Linked DNA regions of Mus musculus: regions 2 and 3 are each linked to region 1. Evidence: chromatin contacts called from public HiChIP or PLAC-seq data. All regions are on one chromosome and are shown on one strand. The core of a region is the stretch at or near the end of the contact, and the rest is flanking DNA. Distances in the headings are between cores, read along the strand shown. Region 1 holds the start of Abca6 (ATP-binding cassette, sub-family A (ABC1), member 6). Region 2 holds the start of Gna13 (guanine nucleotide binding protein, alpha 13). Region 3 overlaps Prkar1a (protein kinase, cAMP dependent regulatory, type I, alpha).

What was found. HiChIP or PLAC-seq counts read pairs in DNA pulled down with a chosen protein or histone mark.
Region 2: a contact with region 1 is called in an H3K27ac HiChIP or PLAC-seq map of embryonic brain, with 22 times the contacts expected there. The contact joins the promoter of Gna13 here to the promoter of Abca6 in region 1. A contact is called at or near these places in 2 of 39 promoter capture datasets (hippocampal neurons and stem cell-derived epiblast-like cells), 1 of 484 Hi-C or Micro-C datasets (embryonic stem cells), 5 of 115 datasets of contacts at active chromatin or transcription factors (acute myeloid leukemia, astrocytes, embryonic brain and 1 more) and 1 of 9 other capture datasets (adipose tissue).
Region 3: a contact with region 1 is called in an H3K27ac HiChIP or PLAC-seq map of embryonic stem cells, with 7 times the contacts expected there. The contact joins the enhancer-like site here to the promoter of Abca6 in region 1. A contact is called at or near these places in 11 of 39 promoter capture datasets (the 3T3-L1 cell line, the C10 cell line, cranial neural crest and 5 more), 1 of 15 datasets of contacts at CTCF or cohesin (pro-B cells), 52 of 484 Hi-C or Micro-C datasets (the AML12 cell line, B cells, the BV-2 cell line and 39 more), 9 of 115 datasets of contacts at active chromatin or transcription factors (the NIH/3T3 cell line, T-cell acute lymphoblastic leukemia, embryonic basal ganglia and 4 more) and 3 of 9 other capture datasets (adipose tissue, embryonic stem cells and macrophages).

The regions. Positions count from the first base shown.
Region 1 is chr11:110,249,592-110,254,007 of GRCm38.p6, reverse strand. It overlaps Abca6 (ATP-binding cassette, sub-family A (ABC1), member 6), which reads left to right and starts at 2,232. Exons shown (of 39, transcript NM_147218.2): 1 at 2,232-2,436; 2 at 3,504-3,610. The coding sequence starts at 3,515.
Region 2 is chr11:109,360,707-109,365,122 of GRCm38.p6, reverse strand. It overlaps Gna13 (guanine nucleotide binding protein, alpha 13), which reads right to left and starts at 2,329. Exons shown (of 4, transcript NM_010303.3): 1 at 1,867-2,329. The coding sequence starts at 2,149. Gm11696 (predicted gene 11696) reads left to right here and starts at 1,469. Exons shown (of 2, transcript NR_038097.1): 1 at 1,469-2,017.
Region 3 is chr11:109,669,038-109,673,453 of GRCm38.p6, reverse strand. Prkar1a (protein kinase, cAMP dependent regulatory, type I, alpha) reads right to left here. Exons shown (of 11, transcript NM_001373913.1): 11 at 3,791-4,416. Fam20a (family with sequence similarity 20, member A) reads left to right here. Exons shown (of 11, transcript NM_153782.2): 11 at 1-528. The coding sequence ends at 154. Among named protein-coding and RNA genes, the nearest start is that of Gm39443, 17 kb to the right of the region's middle. Within about 2 kb of position 2,158, at least 158 of the 459 cell types and tissues checked have an H3K27ac peak or open chromatin away from gene starts, as enhancers often do. A contact at or near this core is called in the BV-2 cell line, DN3 thymocytes, the NIH/3T3 cell line and 16 more, where this site is marked.

The DNA of each region.
Region 1 (4,416 bases), core at 983-3,482:
GTGTTAAAGACTGAATCACAGAAAAACTGAGACACCAGAGGCCTAGATCTTAATCCAATATATTCCAGATGTACTTCGTTACCTGAAATGCTACTCATGACGAAATTTTAAATTCTCTTTTTGGTTTTAGAACCTACTGGGTATACCCTCACTCTTCACTTAGTTTTCCAATTGTTTATTACTTTTTAGTATCCTTTATTCTTTTTTGTTTGTTTGTTTTGTTTTGTTTTGTTTTGTTTTGTTTTTGTTTTTGTTTTTTGTTTTGTTTTTGTTTTTTGGTTTTTGTTTTTTGAGACAGGGTTTCTCTGTATAACCCTGGCTGTCCTGGAACTCACTTTGTAGACCAGGCTGGCCTCGAACCCAGAAATCTGCCTGCCTCTGCCTCCCAAGTGCTGGGATTAAAGGCGTGCGCCACCACCCTTTATTCATTATTTTTAAGTTTAGTTATACATCTCAATTTCTAACTTGGAATATATTTTTCCCAATATTTCCAGGTCCTAGCTGGAGGCTGCGTCTGTCTTCCTCATCATGTTAGGTCGCTATTTGTAGGATTATCTTTACATTCAAAGTTAAAAATAGTGTCACCACAATAAATGAGGCATATTAAAGAGAACAGCCTAGCTCCAATTCAGTGAGAGACACTATCTCAAATAAATATGAGAAAAATAGGCCAATAAAACACATACATAAAACAGCGAGAAAGCAGTAAATATATTTAAGAAATTGATGTTATTAAAGCTGTGAGTTTTAATAAAATTTTAAGAAAAGCAGAATAAAAAAAGATTTGCCTCTGACTCTTTTGCCCACCCTTGGGACCCTTCTCCTCCTGTTGGCTCGACTCATCCAGCCTTGATATGAATGCATGCGCTGAGCCTATGAGTGCATGCGCCTAGACTTACTGAACTTTTATGGCCTATTTGATTGCTATCCCTGGGAGGCCTGCTCCTTTCTGAAGGGAAATGGAGGAGGACTAGAACTTGGGAAGAGGGGAGATGTGGGGGAGGGACTGGAAGGAGTGGAAGTAGAGGAAACTGGGGTTAGGATGTAATTTATGAGCGCAAAACAGACAAACAAGAAATTAAAAAAAAAACCCTAGCAATTAAATGCACAATATAAAACTTCTAAGAAAGAACTTTTCATTAAGCATTAGCTACCAAAAAATAGAATATAAAGAATCAAACAACTATGGCAATAAAATTAATAGAAATCTGAATTATATTCTAGGCTACTTCAAAAGATTCGTTCTACTATCGAAACAAATTTTTTAAGTGTTGTGACATTTTCCCCCTACAGTCCTGAGGCCTTTAGAATACCCTTGTTAACATGTTTGTTTTGACAGTTTTCAAGATAAAAGGCACGCTATTTCACTTGTGTCTACTTTTAAAAGTAGAATTAACTGCCAAGTATATTATCATGGCTGGAACTGTTACTGTCTTAAACTTGTCCCCTATACTCTGGAACATCTCTCTGATTTAGATTTAGTAACACATGTGGATAAAAGAGTCCTGACAAATATTTGAGATTTCTCAACTCCTGGACTTCGCTTTTTCTGTTTTGACATTTGCTGTGGCGGGTCAAAAGTTTTCAGTGCCTTTCAGATACACTGTGCAGCAAGGACAGAATGGAGTTCAGGTAGGCTAGTATTAGTGCATAAAAATTGGAAATCTTTTATGTATTTTAGTCACAAGATAAATCTATTTTATTAATGTACTTAACCCATAAAATCCCACACAGCTGTGACCAGAGTAGGAGAAACATGTTTTAAAATAGTATTTCATTTGTCTACCGTCAGACTATCTCCAAGGCAGAGATAGGGATTGCTTTACCTTTAAAGGAAAAAATAGAAAAGAAGAGAAACTCCCAGCTTCAGCAACTTTTCCCAGTTAGTGTGAGTTTGCCAAATTGAAAACTGACGTCTATGTTTAGCTATGCAGAGTGAGAAATCATGAAAACTTGTATTTCTCATACAAGTCCTTAGATAACATTTTTATTCTAGGGTTTTTGTTGTTGTTGTTGGGTTGGTTTTTTTTTTTTTTTGTTTTTGTTTTTGTTTTGTTTTATTTTGATTTTTTGTCTTCTTTCCAATCTTGATCTCATCATATCTGAAGGGCTTGAGCAAGTTTTCCTTATCTGCTTTATTTTTTCCGGAGTTGAAAGGGGGTGAATGAACAGACACAGGGTTTGTTTTATTCTCAACCAATCACAGAACAGGGTTTTCCCAGGAGAGAGAGAGAGAGAGAGAGGACACAGAAAACAAAACAGATTCATCATGTGCAGCCTGGAGTGACCACATCCCCTTTCGGAAAGCAGTGTGCAAAGGAACCGCGGAGAGCAGCCACCTACTTAAGAAATGTTTACGGAAGGAGAGAAAGTGCTCAAAGGGATGCACTAGGAAAAGAAGCCTGCCTGTTCCGGGAGTGCGAATATTCCTCAGTAGTGAGTGAAGCTTACTGCTGTTTTTGTGCTCTGCCGAATAAATGGGTGGATATTGCCAAGTTCAATCTGTTATTCAGATGGTTTGTAGACACTTAAGTATCTTAAAGTGATTTAAGAGCTAATTTTTATTTCCCCCGCCCCAACCGAATTTTATTTCGAAAATACAGCTGTAGATTCTAGCTTGCTTCCATTGTAGCCAAGGAAAGAACTGTATTGCATTTTGTCATGTAAATTTAGGAAAGATTAAATTGAAAGATCATGAAAACTAAAATGGGTTTTAAAATTTGTTTATTTGAAAAATTGCTGGGTAAAACTATGTTCTCTCTCTTCTTTTTCTTTCTTTCTTTTTTCCTTCCTTCCTTCCTTCCTTCCTTCCTTCCTTCCTTCCTTCCTTCCTTCCTTCCTAACTTATTTTGAACTTTGCTTTCTGCATTTTGAGTGTCATTTCTATTTACAAAGTTGAGAGAAGCCTTATTCTTCTGGTGAGTCAGAATCAAGTAATTTCGAGTATTGATTATTATTTTAAAGCTCAGTTCTTCTGGTAAGAGTTATTCAGTTAAATTTTTATTATATTTAAATCTGAAGATAAGTATTATGAACATATTTCACTGGGATTGTATCCGATGAATTTATCATTCAGGCGAGTTTAAGCAATCAAAATTTTGTTGTTGATTTGTTTAGTTTTTTTTTTTTCCTAAAATGCAAGGAACAAAAATGAGTGTTGATGGGGTGAAACCAAGAGATTACTTTATTCACATCATTGAATTCTGATCTAAAATATTATTATATGTGTTCTGCACCCTAATGGCGTCCCCCCCCCCCATTGGAATGTTCTGTTTTATTGTAGAAGTGTGATGATAACCACGCCCTATCATCACCGTCACCCGTCCCTCCACATAGCTTAAAGAGAATGCATTTGAGGTAAATTTAGTCTTAAATCGTTGCATTAATATTTTACATTGCATTATAGTTCTTAAGTGTGGTAAATATTTGAGTCAGAAATAGAGTCAAGGTTTTTCCAACTCCGCTTCTGGTTTTGGTTTATTGTTTGTTTGCTTAATGAGCAGGTGAGGCAAGTATGAAGGAGCTAAGTGTGCACGTGCGCCAGCAGACCCGCGCCCTTCTGCACAAGATTCTGCTCAAGAAATGGCGGAGGAAGAGAGAGAGCTTATTGGTAGGTGCAGACATTCCACCCTCTCCTCAGCCTCCTTTCCCCACCTGAGTTTCAAATAATATTTCAAAGATTACAGCTTAACCAGCAGGCTATAGTTATTACTTTTGAGGTAGGTACTTCTATCTATGTTTGTTTGATTGAGAAACTCATAACGGTCTGTGACCAATACCATAGAACTTAGTAATATATATATATATATATATATATATATATATATAATTTTTTAAAGGGATAAAGGAAAAATTAAATTGTATGGTAAAATTGCAGCAAAGGTTAAGCCATCCCATACTCTACAGTGGGATACAAAGTTAGTAAGTATAAATTGAGAAAATTTTAATATTATCGTTTTATATCCAAAACTATTGATTTTCTACGTAAAGGTTGTTTCCAAGGATATAAAAGAGTAACGTACTAAGCCAATGCTTTGAGAAGTGGCGAACAGTACAAACTTCAGTGGCTTCCCTGTGACAGATGTTCAGTTCTTATAATTTTTAGTACAGTCAGTATAGAAGAGAAGCAAGCCGGTGAGAGAAAGACTATTTCCCTTTATCCAGGGATCTAGGTTTCCTCATCTGGGAATCTGCCATCTCCTCTGGTCCTGGTAGCCGCCGCTGGATTACTCATAAGGCAAGGAGGGAGAATTGAGGCAGAGAGTATAGTAGGTTGGGTCTGCACACAGGCCTGGGGGTGGCGTGTACTGTGTCTGCCCATTTTCCATAGGAAAAAAAACTCAGTCTTCTATTCCCATTGTATCTAAGAGTATGCTCTAGTCAAAACCTACAGGTTTCAAGTCATTTATACTATAT
Region 2 (4,416 bases), core at 1,080-3,579, 890 kb after region 1:
TTCCTACCAACACTGTCTTCTAGGACGCACTTAACCTCAAGGCTTCCTCAGACCAAGTTTCTCTTTTAATCAGTGCAGTCACACACTGGCTTTAGTCACCTAAAAGGAAAACCAACTGCACAAAGACCCAAGACCGCCCATGAGGCTTCCACTTACACAGGTCAGCTCAAACTCCTGTCTCTAAAACTGTTACTTCTGTCATCATCGGGAAGTCATTTCTTTGGATACAAGAAAAAATTGTTATGCTTTCACTTTTCTGACCATGCCAACAAAAGAAAATAAGATGCCTCCCTAGACTTCAACCTGATCACACAATCATGTTCAAAGGGACTCTTAGGCCCAGTGTGTGTAGAAAAGCAGGTGATTTGCCTCGCTCACAAGTGACTACTTGAGTCTGTTCATTCTTTAAGTTCATCTGTATCAGGATACAAAGGTACCTTCAATTAAGGGCTGGCAAGGTACAGTTTACAGTCTTCCAGGAGACTTTAATTAGTTCTGTGCTGAGCATTAAGGCAGACTGAACACAGCCATCCTTTTCAGCTTTACTGCAAAGGTACAAGGGTAAGGGCAAGACATGGACTGTGAGCTCCTGGCCTCGCCCTCTCCCCTCTCTGCCTGGCAAAGCATCTTCTCTAGTCTTTCCCTACTTGAAACACTGAAGGGGGTGGGGGGAACGGACCCATGAGGGAGTTTGCTTATGTTCTTCTTGAACAACAAAAAATATGCTTAAAAAAAAGTCACACAACTCCTTGAAAAGACCTACAAAATTAAAGTTTGCTTCCAAGCCCTAGATTTAATAGGGTGACTCCTTAACCACTCAGAAATCTGTTTTCTGATGTGCTGCTGTGCCTCAACTCTGCCAACTTCTCTTAGGTAGAAAATACCTGACACTAAAGAAAAAAAAATTAAAAAAAACAAGATGATTCTTTTAAATGATAAAAATAAAAGCCACCTCTGCAACTTATTTGAACACTAAGGAATAAAAATATTGGGTGGTTTTCACTTAAGGAACAGTATTTAAAATACTGTTCAACAGGATTTGTGAAGCCCACCATGCAGTCCAGCACATGTATTTAAACATAAATTCATGAAAGCATTAGAAATGATATGAAATGATACTGTTTTTTTCTCCTGTCTCGAGTTATTAAGAAAAAAAAAAGTGTGCAACATGTTGAACTGTGATTACAAACATCCTGTAGCAATGAGCCGATAAAACCACTCGCGCTAATTTTTTTTAATAGACTTTCCTGATGCCAGTTCAGTAAACGTGAGTTTCATACTCTTGCCCCAAAAGGCTCTAGAGGCTGTCACTCTATGCCCTTGACAAGAGTCTCAGGGTAAAAAAAAAAAAAAAAAAAAAAAAAAAGTTTCCTCATTACAACCGTTCCAGAACTTGCTTAAGTCAAGAGGTGGCCTAGGAAGCCCAAAGCTGGAAGGGTAACATACCCGGTTACTAGGGTCACCCACCAGGGACGGGCAGAAAGGAAAGAAGGATAGGAAGGGATAGGGAGTGTAGGACCTGGGGCTACTGATGGGTGGTCTTGCCCGGAGTGCAGGGAGGACACAAGTTGCCCCGCTGCCCCGAGTCACCCTACTCGCCGCACTTCCCTCTTGGAGGGGGCGAGGCCAGCCGCGGAGTGCTGGGCCGACCGTGACCCTCACCGGGGTAGCACGGGGGGGACAGCGGGGCGTCCCGGATCGAAGGGACCAGGGCAACAGGGCGCACAGAACGGTGCCCAAGGCGCGCCCACCCGCTCGCCCGTCCGATCTGATCCCGTTCGGTCTCCTCCGACTGGGGACCCGGCGGATGAGGGCGGTGCCCGGCCCGGCTCCCCAGGGGTCCCCGAGCCCCGCCGCGCCCCGCACCTTTGATCACGTTGCTGTAGATGGTGGGGCGGAACTCCTCGCGCGCGCGCTGGTCGAAGTCCTGGCCGTGGATGATCCGCATCTGCTTCAGGAAGGTGGACTTGCCGCTCTCGCCCGCGCCCAGCAGCAGGATCTTCACCAGCCGCTTCACGTAGGTCTTCTCCCGCGACAGGCATTTGTCGATCTCCTTGGACTTGCGCTGCTGCTCGGCCTCGCCGTTCGTCAGCACGCAGCCCGGGAAGCACACGGACAGCACGGAGCGCGACGGCAGGAAGTCCGCCATCTTGCCGCCGCCGCCGCCTCGGCGGGCCCCTGCGGCTCCTCCACCTCCTCCTCCGGCAGCGGGCGGCTCCGGCAAGGCGGCTGGAGGGCGGGGAGCGCAGCGGCGGCCCGAGCGCGCCCGGGGAGGGAGGGAACCCGAGGACTGACTCGCCAGGGCGGGCCGCGCCGGCCGGGGGAGGGTGGGAGGGAGGGAGGGAGGGAGGGAGGGCGGGCCCGGGGAGGGGCGGCGGCCCTCTGGGCGTGCGCGTGCCCGCTGCCTTTCGGGTACGCGCACGCAGGCACGCCGAGCGGAGGAGGGAGCGGCAGCGGCGGGAGTCACGCGCTCCTGTGCAGCCGGGAGCGCGCTCGGAGAGCGGCGGAGCCCGGGTCACGTGGGCCAGGCTGGGCGCGCGCGCCTGCGGATCCAGAGTTTCTGTTTCCCTTTAGTGCCACCGCTTCCCGGAGCCCCGAGGCGAGTAAGCAAAGCCCATCCTGACCCCTTTCCGCTGGGGCATCTTTCTCACTACAGATCCCACTGCCCTTTCCCATAGTTACTCGCCCGCCGCTTGCTGTCACCTTCACGCGACCTATTTTGAGACCATTGGCTGGGACATCCCCGCACCCGACCAGTGCAAGCCTTCCTTCGTTACAGTTTGCCTTGTTTTGTTTTGTTTTGTTTTAACTCTTGAGACAAGATCCCTGCGGCCCAAGTTGGCTTAAATTTGTGACAATCGTCTTGCTTCAGCCTCCCTGTCCGTTTCTGGTATTACCGGCAGGCAAGAGCTTTCCTTCAAGATCGTGCGTTTAATTAGCAGCGACCCTTCCCCGCCCCCTTGTCATCCTAACCATCCCGAATCTGGAAGGATAAGTAGATGTCAGATGTCGTTATTGATCAACACCTCACCCTAGCAGCTCAGGGCACTATTGATAACCTGCCCTGGTTTGAGGGGAAGTTGGAGTTGATGTTCTCGTGAGATGTGCCAGGAAGGTCGCTGGCGGCTGGCTCACTCATTAGATTCCCATCCGAGCTGCACTTGTGACTTGGGTAATGCCTTCTGAGGTCAGTGAATGGTGGAGAGGGTGAGGTCATGTTGAAAATCCCCCTAAACCGGACACTCTGATGCACGTTCTTCCCAAGGAAGCAGATAAGCGCTCAGCCTAGGACTGCAGCAGGCACATTTTGGGTTTCCTGCCGGATTACAGAGGATATGACAGACAAGAAACTTTTTTTTTTCTGTCATACCAGCAGATCAGGCCAGAACACCTGAAAAAGAGACTCCTGGGGAACACGTGACTAGTGACAGCTGAATGACTGTAGCAAGGACCTCAGAAGCCAACTTCTTCATTCTTGTCAGTTTCAAAGTTGATGCCTGTCTGGTTTTGCTCCTGGGACCTGACTCGTGTGCAACTTGGGAACTTCCTGTGTGTTAGGGAGTTGGGGTAAAGAGGTCAACACCGTGACATGCACAAGTTTAAAATTTTAAAAACCAGCACTATAAGTCAGTCCATCAGTTACTGTCCATTTGGGCCAATGACTGGGTAGCTCACGACTCACTCACTACACTGGCTGCAGTAAACAATACATGTAGTAGAATTGTCTCCTGTTACATCCACTGAGACCGCGAGCGGACCTGAGCCCACAGAGTAGGCTGTGTGCAAAGTAGGCTGAGCTCGCATCCAGCATCTGTGGATTGCTAAAGTCAGGACTGATTTGTGACCAAAGTCTGTCATAGATGGTTGATCTCTGTATATACCTTGATCACTGTTAGGGATACCCTGTTCTAGGGCCGTGAAAAGGCCAGCTTCTACCCAGGACAGGTAGACACCAAGGCCCTGAATTACCTCCATGTTCTAGTCCGAATTCATTAGCAGAAACAGAGGAGGGAAATGCGTACGTTAGATTAAGCATCTTCGTTTTCCTGAGGTGTACACAACAGAGTGGAAAAGCAAGGATGCCTAGGAGGCAGGAAGGGATTCCTGCCTGGCCAGTTCTTGTCGGGACATGTAACACAGCAGGGAGGCTGTTCAAAGTCCTGAGTGGAACCTCGCCTTGGAACAAATTTGGCTCGGGTTGAGCCTGGCTGCCCTAATCAGGGTTTCTGAAAAGAAACGTTTAAAGCCCGGGCTGGGGTTTGGCTGCTTTGTGTAACTGGTGATCAAGACACTTTGTAAATCATAAGCATAAAAGTGAGTCCGTTTAGTGGTTCTTCAAAAGCTAAACATAGAACTACCACGTGACCAGGCAGGTCCACTCCGAGGTGTGTACCCTCAGAAAACCCAGCACGCTGC
Region 3 (4,416 bases), core at 909-3,408, 580 kb after region 1:
AGAACCCCACCTCCTGGCCCTGGACCGCAGACTCCAGATCATCCTGAAGACCGTGGAGGACTGCATAGAGGCCCACGGCGAGCGAAGAGTCATAGCCGAAGGGTCAGCACAACGTTCGGCTCCAGACTCCGGCCAGGCTAATCTGACGAGCTAATGGCAACAAACGTGGGACCTCAGAACACACAACTGGAGTCAGCACCTCATGCTGGTTTGTAGGCCCCTGTTGCCCCATTCCATCCTGGGGCACTGGAGGCCAAGGCACAAGCTCAGGGAGGAGGCAGGAACGCTTTGAAAAAGGCAAACGGGATCCACTGAACCTCATCTTTATCCTTGGGTGGAGGTCACTGCTTTTACGGTGCACTGGCTGGGGCTCTCTCTTCCCAACGAGCTCTGGCTCCATCAGGACTGCAGATTATCTTCTGAGCACACTGTGAAACCTGGATCTGGACCAGGCTTGGAAGGTTTGGAAGCTCTGTTCCCAGGAGCGGTTTTTATTCTACCATATCAAATAAAGGGACATCAAGCGGATAACTGGCTTTCTCCAAGTCCTTACTGTATATGCAGGTACAGTACACACACACCAAAAAAGTCACTTTTTTTATACTGACATTCTGGTCCCTAACACTATCTGAATACAATAATCTCAGCCAGGTCACTCCCAGAAATACTAAGGGTAAGACTGCTCAGTTAGGGGGCACACTCCAATCTGAAGAATATTATCAACTGAGGAATTGGCAACCGAGAGCCGTGTGGCTCGCAAGTGGGTGGGGTGCTTGCCTCTCAGGTTCAACCCCCCAGCATCACACATCCGGTAACGCCAGCACTCAGGAGAAGCTGAAGTTCAGAGACACTCTTGAGCTACACAGGGAATTCGAGGCTAGCCTGGGCTGCGTGAGGAAGTGACACCATGTATGTCAAAACCAAGAGCCAGACACAAAAGGGGGAGCTGGTGGAAGATTAGGGTCGCATGGCTTCATCAGATCAAATCACTTTATTGTCTGATAAAAGCCAGAGGATCAAAAAATATGGAGGGGAGGAAGAAAAGACATCACTACAAGGGACAAATCCAGAACCAGCAATGTCACTCAGACTTGTGCATATGTCCAAGGACAGACAGGATGACTGAGAACAGGTAGTATTGTTTTGGTCTTCTGAGATTGGAGTTCATGTACACCAGGCTGGCCCTGAATTCTTGATTCTCCCGCCTCTACTTCCCAAGTGCCTGGATTAAGGCACGAGTCACCATGCTGGTCTTGTAGTGGATGGTTCTGATTCATCCTAGCACCCCACGTTATGGGCACACAACCCCAGAACCCAGTTTGCGAAATAACCTTGCCTCTATTCACCCTAGAGCCTTGCCAGTCCCAGACACTACCCTGCAAGACATAGGTCTGCAACCCTCACGAGCATGCCCCTCCTCCAATGTGTAAGGATGAGAACTATAGCTCTCAAGAGACAAAACCACATCATCTTGTGGTTTAGACTTCTTCCAAAATGTATAGCATCACACCCATTTGTGAAGTCAAATTTGCTGGGTGCTGTGACTCATTCCAGCAAATCCCCACCCTTGAGTGGCTGAAACAAAGAGTGTAGAGTTGAAGGCTGGGCTGGGCTGGGCTGGGCTGGGCTACAGGAGAAAAAACAGCAAAGTCAACTCTTTACCAGAGAAAACTGGTTCTAAAGACTTCCCTCTCAAGAAGGCCCTTTTGTGAGGCGCAGCTTCCTGCAGCAACATCAACTGTTTCTTCTCTTCTCCCATGTCTGGGAAGCACAAGGAAGCCACACTGAAGATTGGGGGCTGGGGGGGACAGGCACTGTCAGATCAAAGAAAGGATGGTTTGGGGCTCTCAGCCAGCCTGGCTCGGGCGAGCTGCAGTCCATCTCCAACATGGCCTCCCTGATGCAGACCAGTCTCTCGAGACTCTGAAATCTGCTTTACATTTCAAAACCAAAGTAACTCGGCTTGATTCTATGATGGATAACTATATAGGCTACTTTTAACTATCTGTTTTTCTAACAACAACAACATAAAGCTAAGAGCAGCATTTTTCAAAAGCACCAGAAGACAAAAACATTCCATTCTCAGAGTGTGGAGTTCTTACAGCTTACGCACTCTGAATCATTGCTCAACTTCCCATGGGGAAAAAAAATATTCTGAGTCTATGTGAAAACTTTCCATGTTACCACTGGCAAGCAAATAAAAAAACCAAGACTGTGTGAACTGGTAGGGATCAGTTTGGAGGGATATGCCACAGCATTCTCCAAATGCTGGACCTATCTAAGGATAAGTCAATTCTCTTATAGGGAGCAATTCTGTCCTATTAAACTCCTGGCCTCTTAACTGGTAAATTATTACTGCCCCTAGGAGAAGTATGAGGTCAGGTTCTTAGGATTCTCTAGTCTAACTTCACTGACCCATTACTACAGAATCTCATCTTGTGTGGTAAAGATCATGTCTTTACATTGCTGGTTCTTTAACACTGCATCTGTCTACTGCTGCACGTTCACAGTAAGAGACAGCTTTCTCAAACTCAGGAACGCGAGTCAGCCCATGAGCACTATCCTGGGAGGCCTTCTAAATACCGAGTGACCTCATCAACAGCAGGCACGAGGGCCCCCACACAAGCGTGGTGCAGGAGGCCCCCAGGTGACATGGCCACAGATGAGGTGAGGCAGACCTCACTCAGCCTCGGGTGGGAAGGCAAGGGATAATCACGTTTTTCTCTGCGAGTGCAGCTCAGGTCCCAGAGGGCTTCTGGTGTGGCAGTCTCGGGGTCACACTTACATTGTACCAAGTAGGGAGACACGCAAATGCAGGATCTGCAGACTGAGAAACAGCTGCGACTCATCTGAGGTTGGCAAAGCTGAGCATAAAGAAAAAGCTCTCCATCTAGTGGTGACTTTTTTAAAATCACAAAGCTACTTCTTGTTCTTACAGGGACTCATGATGATGTCACAGTTCTAAAGTTATGCCAAGAAACAAATTTTAGCTGTGTATGTACACAAAAATGATGGTTTCTACAGAAATACCCCAAATGTAAGAAGGGAGAGATTTGTGTTTCCCCTTGGCAGATGTGATGGAGGGCAAATTAAATGGTTAGCATGGTTTTGGTCCACCCGGAAGTGCACTGGCAGGGCTTTGCCAAAGTTCACAAAGGGTCCAAATCTTTGAGGTTGGAGACAAAGTGACGCCACTGCCATTGTGCTAATTCAATTTCAGAATGTCAACACAACAGTAAACTGCATCCTGGGCCAAGTTTTAAAAGAAGGACATGCAGCTGGTGAGAGGAAGGGACTTCTGAACCTGGCCAGGCAGAGCTTAAGCAGCAGAACTCAGCCACTCTCCAGCACTAACTCCAGCTTCCCTGCGTGTGAAGATCCCAGTTATCACCAGAGTAACTCATGTGCTCACTCTTCAAACTCCAGGAAGAAACAGAAACAAATCTTGATGTGTAAGATCCTCAAGCAGCTACAGGTGGATCTTGTAAAACCAGGAGTCCAATCCAGTCTGTGAAGCCCTAAGGCACACAGACAGGTCTGTCCTGTGAAAACAACGCCATGGCTTTGGACAGAACCTTCCCCTTCCAGAGCTTGTTAGTGAGTCTGTCCCACACCCATAAAAGCAAGGTTTTGAAATCCACCCTTTGACAAACTGAATTGGAATGTATTTTAAAAAAAAATAAATACATTACTTTTTCAAAATTCTAATCCCAAAATTCACTTTCATTCTTTCCCACTGAAATTTTGGGGAAAAACAGAGGAAGAAAAGGAAGAAAGGAAGAAAAACTGATTCGTTTAAGAATTTAAATTATTTCATCTTTTTTATTCTGTGACCTACCATTGAGACAGTCTGTAACAAAAGAACAGCGATTAGATTAGCACAGAGTATATCAGACTAGTGTCCAGGAAACAGCAACTGTCCCTTTGGCCAGCTCTGCTTTCTCAGCAGATTGCTTAAATTCGCCCACCCATCCAGAGACAATGGTGCCAAGAGTCCACAAAGACACAGTATGCCAACCACGACTTCTGACTGATATTTAAATTGCACAAAGATAAAGCTTTAAATGTGGTAATTTTTAAATTTAGACTTATCTTGAAAAGTCTAAGAGTAAAACGACAAAAGGGCGTAACTTGTAAGCTAGCATGGAACTCTTAGAAAGCAGGTGTTTATCTCCGTACAGACCAAGGGGGTATATACACATGAAATGCATTTTATGGCGTTCTACATCATTCACATACATACATTTTTGGCATTTAAACAAATATCAAATTAAGCTTTAAGCTAGTAACATAATTTTTATTTTTTTAAATATAAAAAAAGATAGCCAACCACAAAGTAAGTACAGAAAACCCTCATTTAATATAGATTATGGAAGTTTTAGATATGGCAACAAGGTAGCTTTCTATCCCATGCTA